Linked DNA regions of Mus musculus: region 1 is linked to region 2. A link is a contact called in public Hi-C data. All regions are on one chromosome and are shown on one strand. Each heading gives the region's core, a stretch centred on a gene start, on an enhancer-like site or on the middle of the called end of the contact. The rest is flanking DNA. Distances are from core to core; before and after follow the strand shown.

The links. A called contact is a pair of places that touch in the nucleus more often than the background predicts.
Region 1: a contact with region 2 is called in a Hi-C map of B cells, with 7 read pairs. The contact joins the promoter of Rap1gds1 here to the promoter of Dapp1 in region 2. A contact is called at or near these places in 3 of 39 promoter capture datasets (liver and pre-B cells), 1 of 484 Hi-C or Micro-C datasets (B cells) and 1 of 115 datasets of contacts at active chromatin or transcription factors (pro-B cells).

The regions. Positions count from the first base shown.
Region 1 is chr3:139,073,609-139,077,275 of GRCm38.p6, reverse strand. It overlaps Rap1gds1 (RAP1, GTP-GDP dissociation stimulator 1), which reads left to right and starts at 2,075. Exons shown (of 15, transcript NM_001040690.2): 1 at 2,075-2,240. The coding sequence starts at 2,237.
Region 2 is chr3:137,979,916-137,983,529 of GRCm38.p6, reverse strand. Dapp1 (dual adaptor for phosphotyrosine and 3-phosphoinositides 1) reads left to right here and starts at 1,981. Exons shown (of 9, transcript NM_011932.3): 1 at 1,981-2,211. The coding sequence starts at 2,111. The region is part of intron 2 of Gm19708 (a long non-coding RNA gene); the gene reads right to left.

The DNA of each region.
Region 1 (3,667 bases), core at 826-3,325, 1.1 Mb before region 2:
AAAGAGTCTCACTATAGTTATGTCAATGTATTGGAGTTCAACATGATCATCATGATTGCCCTGCACTGTGCCTTTAATTGGTGAGAAAGTCGAAGGGGTGGCTTGTGGATGCAAGAGGAGCACAAATGATGCTTAAACTAATGCCAGGTGGGAGGACAAAAACCCAGCTGCCTTTCCAATTTCAATGCATACATGCAAATGAAAGCTAGACATACCCTGAAATTATTGTGATATGTAATTAGCAAAGGAAGTAACAGGAAACTTAAAGCAACTTGAAACAGAGAATGTAGAAGACATTTGTGAAAATTAAGGAAAGAGAGAGAGAGAGATCAACCATGTGAAGCAATAGAAAGACCTAGCATGGTCTTTTGCAAACATTTGGGAAAAAGAAGCAGAACAAGGCACGTGCATGTTTGTAGACTTGGGGGGGGGGGTGGTCTTACTGACTGAACTGTGCCCAGCCATCGAGCAGAAATCCCTAAGACATCGGAATGTGACCTTGTTCAGAAATCAGGTCATTGCAGACACCAGAGTCAAGATTGGGAGTGGCCTTCCCGATCTTCATGACCAGTGTCCTTATAAATAAGGGAAAACTGGACACATAAGCACGTAGGGAAAATATGTGAAAGCTAGAGTCATATTGCTACAAGGCAAGGAAGAGGTACCCTCAGAAGATGTGTGGTCCTGCCCTGGTTTGTCTTCTGGGCCCCAGATGCTCAGTAATTTTGTTTGAACCCTGTGTATAGAGATTATTACAACAATCCTAACAGCCTTCTGCAAGATGAATTATAGGCAAACAGGAAGAGTAGTTTTCTTCCAAGAACGGGTGTTTAACATCTGTATCAGTCTATGCCTGAGCTGCTGTAAATAGATCACACCTGTCTTTAATTATGTTGCATTTTTATTTCAGAAAAAATCACATAAAATCCCAGTACCTAACATATCGAGATGCTCTTGTGATCTGTGCCTGTAATATTAGCGACTGGTCTGTGAGAGTCACAGATGAAGAAACAGCCCCTTCTGGCAGCAAGAGTTGCAGCTCCTCTTCCTACAGATCGCCACAGGCCTGGGATAAAGTCCAGGCAGGCAGGGGTCAGGACACGTGCAGGTCTCCTACTGTCTCTTCTTCTTCCTTCTCCCCCTCCTTCTTTTATTTTACGTTATTATTATTATTTATTTTTTTGGTTTTTCACAGGCGGATTTCTGAGTTCCAGGCCAGCTGGTCTACAAAGTGAGTTCCAGGACTGCCAGGGCTACACAGAGAAATCCTACTGCCTCTTCTTGGTGCAGAGCCCAGTCTGGGACCCCGAGCCCCGCGAGAGCATGTGGGAGCATTTCGGTCACAGTCCCCGGGCGGCTCGTCATCCACCGAGTTACCCCCGCCCGTAGGTGGACTTTCAGTGTTTCTGATCTCAGCACGTCTTTCCTCCCTGGCACAGCCGGAGTGCGGCGGACACAGCCTGTAGGGTCCCGCCCGACGGGTTAAAGGGCTTTAGGCACTGGCTCGCCGAGGGTGACCTTGCGACCGCTCTCCGCTGGACCGGCTTTCCCGCCAGCCCCGCAGGACAGCCTGATGCGCCCTGGGGACGCGCCCGCGGACATCTACGTCCTCCTGCTCCGCCACCCCGCACATGCTCGCCTGGGGCGTGCGCTGCCAGGCACGCTCCGGGCTGAGACTTCCTCCCGGGAGGCTCCGTCCCAGCAGCCCGGAGATCTGAGCCCTGCTTCCGCCCCTCGAGCAACAGCCACCGAGCTGTACCGCTCCGGTCTGTAGACGCACAGCCCCCGGCGGGCTAAGCCTCGCCGGCCGTGGGCAGGAGGCAGCACTGGCCGCACTGAGCATGCTCGGCGGAGAGGGCGGGGCGCTCGGCGGAGAGGGCGGGGCGCTCGGCCGCGCGTCGGGAGGGCGCTCCTCAGGACGGCTCGGCGCCTCCGCGCCAGCCCGCCCGCCCGCCCGCCCGCACGTTCGCTCGCTCGCTCGCTCGCAGCCGCGCCCGCCGCAGGCTGCGCCCGGCCGCCCCGCCCCGCCCCGCCCCGCCCCCCGCCGCTCGTCCCCGCCGCGGCCGCGCCGCCCGCAGCCGCAGCCGCTGCTCCTCCCCGGCGGCCGCCCCCCGCGGGTCCCTCCCTGGCTGCGGGAGACGCGGAGGTAGAGGGAGGACGCCGCCGCCGCTGAGCCGCGCCGCCCGCACCCGAACCCTTCGCCTCGCCCTGCCGGTCCTCACTCTGTGGGAGGAACATGGGTGAGTCCTGCCGGCCGTCATCGCCTGACATTTTCTTTTCTCCCCCTCGGCGTGCTGCAGGGTGGCAGTGCATCTCTCCTGCAAACTTGCCGGGGTCCCCGGGTCCGCGAGGTGCGGGGCGGCGGCCCTCCCAGGGGGAAGGCGGGCGCACGAGGGCGGCCGGGCCGGCGGGGTCGCGCACGGGGTGGGGTCGGCGGCGGGCTCCGCGCTCGCCTCCCCTCCTCCACGCTTCCTGCCGGCACCGGGCCGCGCGGGGCGTCCCCGGGGCTGGGAGGCCGCGGTGCTGCAGGCTCGGTCCCACGGCGAGCCCGACCACTTGGCGGAACTTCCTTCCCGTGGGCGCGATCGCTCCCTCCCCGGCCTGCCGACGGCCGGCGCCGGTGCGGGGAGAGCCGGCAAGTAGTTTGGGAGGGCGATGGCCAGCCGAGTGCCGAGCGGACAGTCTCCAAGGTGGAGGTGGCGACTCGCCCGCCGCCGCCGTGGGCAGCGCGAGGCTGGCGGGAGCCGCTAGCTGTTGAATTAGTGTTGGGAGACTACGGCGTGCACAGTTCCGGTCCTCAAGCGGTTTTCTGGATTTCTCCTGTAGCTGGAAACTGTGCCCTGTAACACATTGTTAAGGAATTTACATGCTGCCTGTTCTGCCCCAGCTGCCCCTGCCTAAATCTGTATAATCTGATTCTAGTTCCATTGTACTTATAGTTAATCCTAAAAGAATGGATACTTCAATGCAAATGTTTTATAAAACTGTTTATGTTTGAACGTGAGATTCTCCTCAGATATTGCCTACCTGTGCATAATTACAAAAGCACCGGATACAAATCTCTTCTGTAATTAAGGGCGAAAAGTTTCCTTTGATAGTAACAACTTAGATCATCTGTCCAGTACACGTTCCCCAGTTTGCTTCTATTCCATAATTTGCGTCTATCGTAATTTCCCCTTTTAAAAACTGGCTTCTTCGGCGTCCCTCCACACGGACTTTGCCCACTCCTTCTGGGCAAGTTATTTATGAGTGTGGTCCTTTCATCTGTCAACACAGTGCTCAATGCTTAGAGTTAGATCATGGCAATACAGAACCCTCCAGGAAGTATCAGAATCCTAGAAATGATGTGGTAGCCTTTCCCGGAAGACCAAATACTCTTAGCTTTGAGTCAGATCTTTGTCATTTAGTAGGAAGAGGACCGTTGGGGGAGAAGGAGGTGGTTTTAATGAAACAAAGCAGAACAAAACACCCATGCCCCTGAATTTTATTTTCACTTGTTTGTCTTCCAAGTGAGTATCACTGACAGTCGGAACATTTCTATAAAAAAAAAAAAAAAAATCGGTATCCCATTTGTTCGTCCCTTTATAGAATTTTAAAAGAATACTAATCCAGATTACAGATTAAAATCTGCGTGTTGGAAAGTTTTTAATTACACTTACAGGTTTGG
Region 2 (3,614 bases), core at 732-3,231:
GAGGACAGGGTGGGGAGCCTACGAGTAGCCAGCAGGAAGATGCTCTCAAAGGAGAAGGCAGTAGATGGGAAGCAAGTTAAGAGAGGCAGGCTGGGGGGTGGGGGGTGGAAAAGGGAAGAAAAAAGGAAGGAAGGAAGAAGGGAGGGAAGAAATCAGTCAATCATCTTAGGTTGTTCTAGAAAGAAAGAAAGAAAGAAAGAAAGAGAGAGAGAGAGAGAGAGAGAGAGAGAGAAGAGAGAAAGAAGAAAGAAAAAAGAAAGAATGAAAGGGAAGAGATTAAGAGAAATGGGACTCCCCCCCTCCCCCCAAATGTGCTAAAATGGGATGAAAAGGACAGTCCAGCACTGGAGAAATGTGCAGGAAGGAGCAGGGGACCTGTTGCATGGCTTGCCCAGTGATTTGGAGCCCTCCCTGCCCCCTTTCTGTTGACGTGCACTTTATCTTTTTTTTAAGTTTGGTTGGTTTGTTTGTTTGTTTATTTATTTATTTATTTATTTATTTATCTGTATAGCCCTGGCTGTCCTGGAACTCACTCTGTAAACCAGGCTGGCCTCGAACTCAGAAATCCACTTGCCTCTGACTCCCAAGTGCTGGAATTAAAGGCATGCGCCACCACTGCCCGACACTTTATATTCCTCTGTCTGAGAGAACTATAGCAGCCAGTGTGTGCCGGTTCGTTATATGTGTGTTCTCAGAGCTGCTTCTCCCCAGGACTGCCTCTAGGCACTGAGGACTTTCTCACCAGAGAAAGCCAGAGTCCCAGGAACCATTGGGAAACAGAAGAGAGGACGGTTCCTAAGGAGACATTGGCAGCCTGTGTAGAACAAGGTCTTCGTTCTATCAGTCTCTTTAGGATACCAAATGGAACAGCCCTCAGATGAACCCTAGTTCATCTTGGGATATTGGAGGGGGAACATGCAGAGAGAGAGCTCTTTATCCATCCACTGATACACATCCAGGCAGATGGAATTTCCTCTTTATGAGTCTAAACACCACTGCATCCAGGGTAGTTCAGCCTACTGGGTACACCCCGGACAGCGTAGCTCAGCCTACTGGGTACACCCCGAACAGCGTACGTAGCTCAGCCTACTGGGTACACCCCGGACAGCGTAGCTCAGCCTACTGGGTACACCCCCGGACAGCGTAGCTCAGCCTACTGGGTACACCCCCGGACAGCGTAGCTCAGCCTACTGGGTACACCCCCGGACAGCGTAGCTCAGCCTACTGGGTACACCCCCGACAGATGCTGTTCTTTAACTTTCTTCTGCCTTCTTACTCAGTCCTTTGCCTTGTTTGTTTTTTAAACAGGGACTCACATAGCCCAGGCTGGACTCAAATTCACCAAGTAGATGAGGATAGCCTTGAACTTCTGACTTTTCTGCCCCTACCTCTAGAGTGCTGGGATTACAGGATCTTATGGGGTGCGGGGATGGAACCCAGGTCTTTGGGCATGTTGGCGACAGCCTCTGCCCCCAAACCTTCTTCCATAAGAGAAACAAGTGTTCCCCTACAGAAACCTCAAGGGAATATTGGAAAGAAATCCTGAGCCAGTACCAGAAACAAAGTAGGTTAGAGCAGGACTGGTTGTTTACCTATAATTTTTTTAACCCCTTCAGAAGATGTATCTGACGTCGAAGCTTCCTCGGTGTTCCTTGTGCCGCTGTGTGAGGTGGGTGTGCGCGTGCACATAGCCCCCTCCCCGCCCCCCCCCCCAAACTACAGGCAAACCCTGGTAAGGAGAAGCTACAGTTTGGACTCCTAGAAAGAGTTTGACCTAATCGCCCCATCCTGGTTGGGCGGGTGGTCCTTCTGTTTTCTTTGGCAAAATCTAACTTGACAATACGTTGTGGTGACTGAGGTGCTCTGCTGCCAGAGGGGTTAGTTAGCACACTTCCTGACTGACAGAACACCCCTGCCTATGCCTCAGGCCCACGGTGGCAGAGGCAGTGTGGGAGGAGCAACCAAGTTTCACTTCCTTGCTAGCCAGAGACTCAGCCCCAGCCGGCTCCTGCCTTAGCGAGGAGGAGCAGCGCGTCCAGCAGCAGCCGATCCCATCTCTCTCTTCATACAGCACCTGGCGGGGAGTCAGCCATCAGAAGCAAAGGAACTTATGGGCAGAGCAGAACTTCTAGGAGGGAACATGAGTACCCAGGATCCCTCAGAGCTGTGGGGCAGAGCAGATGGAGGCACAGACCTGCTCCAGGATTTGGGGTAAGAGCGCTTTTTCGATGAGTACAACTTCCCAGTTCCTTGAAAAATCGCCGCTCTGACCAGTGTTTCCAGGATTCGAGTCTCTTCCCACTGCCACCTGATGGTCGTCTACCTGGCCAGTTTAATTGACCTGTAGGAACTTCCTTCTGGGGGCGCTGATTCATTGTAAAAGTGTAAGATATTTTTCTAAAAGTGAGAACAGTTACACTGAGAGAATGTGATAAAAAAAAAATCAACTTTTGGGCATCCTTCAGCAGCTGGGGAGTGTGCATACAATCGTCTGTTTCTTTGATACTGGGCTAGTTTATCATTAAAGTGAGGTGGAAGAACTCTGAGTGCACCTCTTGGCAGTGAACTGTGTCACTGGTTCCATAAACAGAAAGACTACACGGCTGTGAGTAAGAGGGATTTTTTTTTTTTTTCAAAAGAAAAAGAATGAGGAAGTTTGTACGACAATCATGTTTCTACGGTGCCTCCTTCTCACACAGCAATGGGAGCTCTTTCATAGCCTTTAGACACAAGATAACAACAGCCTGGCTTCAGATAGACAGGTTTAGGTTAGGTGACATCATCAGAGTTCATCAGAAGGGACCCTGATGACACAGCTCATCCGGACATTTAGTAAAGAAAAAAGGGCTACTCAGACAAGAAAGGAGGTTTCCTTGGAGACAAAGCCTTGCACCTACACGCTTGTGTTTCCCAAGAGAGAGGACTCTGGACCTGTTGTCTACCTAAGTGGCTGGAATTCCTCATCACCCAATGACATAAAGACATACTGTCACCTTGCATAGGATGGCAATAAACACGAAAGGGTTTTAAACCCCATCTTATCGGTCACATCAGTGAAATAACAAAGCTGAGACAGCTACCTGCCAGAGGCCCCATCCTCCTCTGAGAATGGGTTGAAATTTCTGTTTACACTAGAGATTGTATCATTTTATATTGTGTTACTGTAAAATTTCTCACGGCACTATGCTGGCACAGCAAGTAGAGGTGCTTGCGGCTAAGCCTGGCTAAGCCTGAGATTGAGTCCTGGGACCCACTCGGCAGACCTCCACACAGATGATATGTCAGACGGGTACACACACACACACACACACACACACACACACCATGCACACATGTAATGATAATTAATAAAAAGTCTAAAAGCAGCTCTCAATAATTCTCTGTTTAAATTTAAAGCCAAGGACCTGTACTGCCATTTGGTATTGACAGCTAGGATTTTCAATAAGGGAAACTCCTTATGAGGTCTTCAGAGCTCCAAAAACTCTCCACGTTTCTCTTCAAATAAAAAAAACAGAATAAGGGCCTCTCTGGGAGCATCCAGCCCAGAATCAAGCAGTTCAGAGCCGACCTTACTGGCCAGCTCCCAAGGTTTGTACCTGTGTTTTTTGCACTCT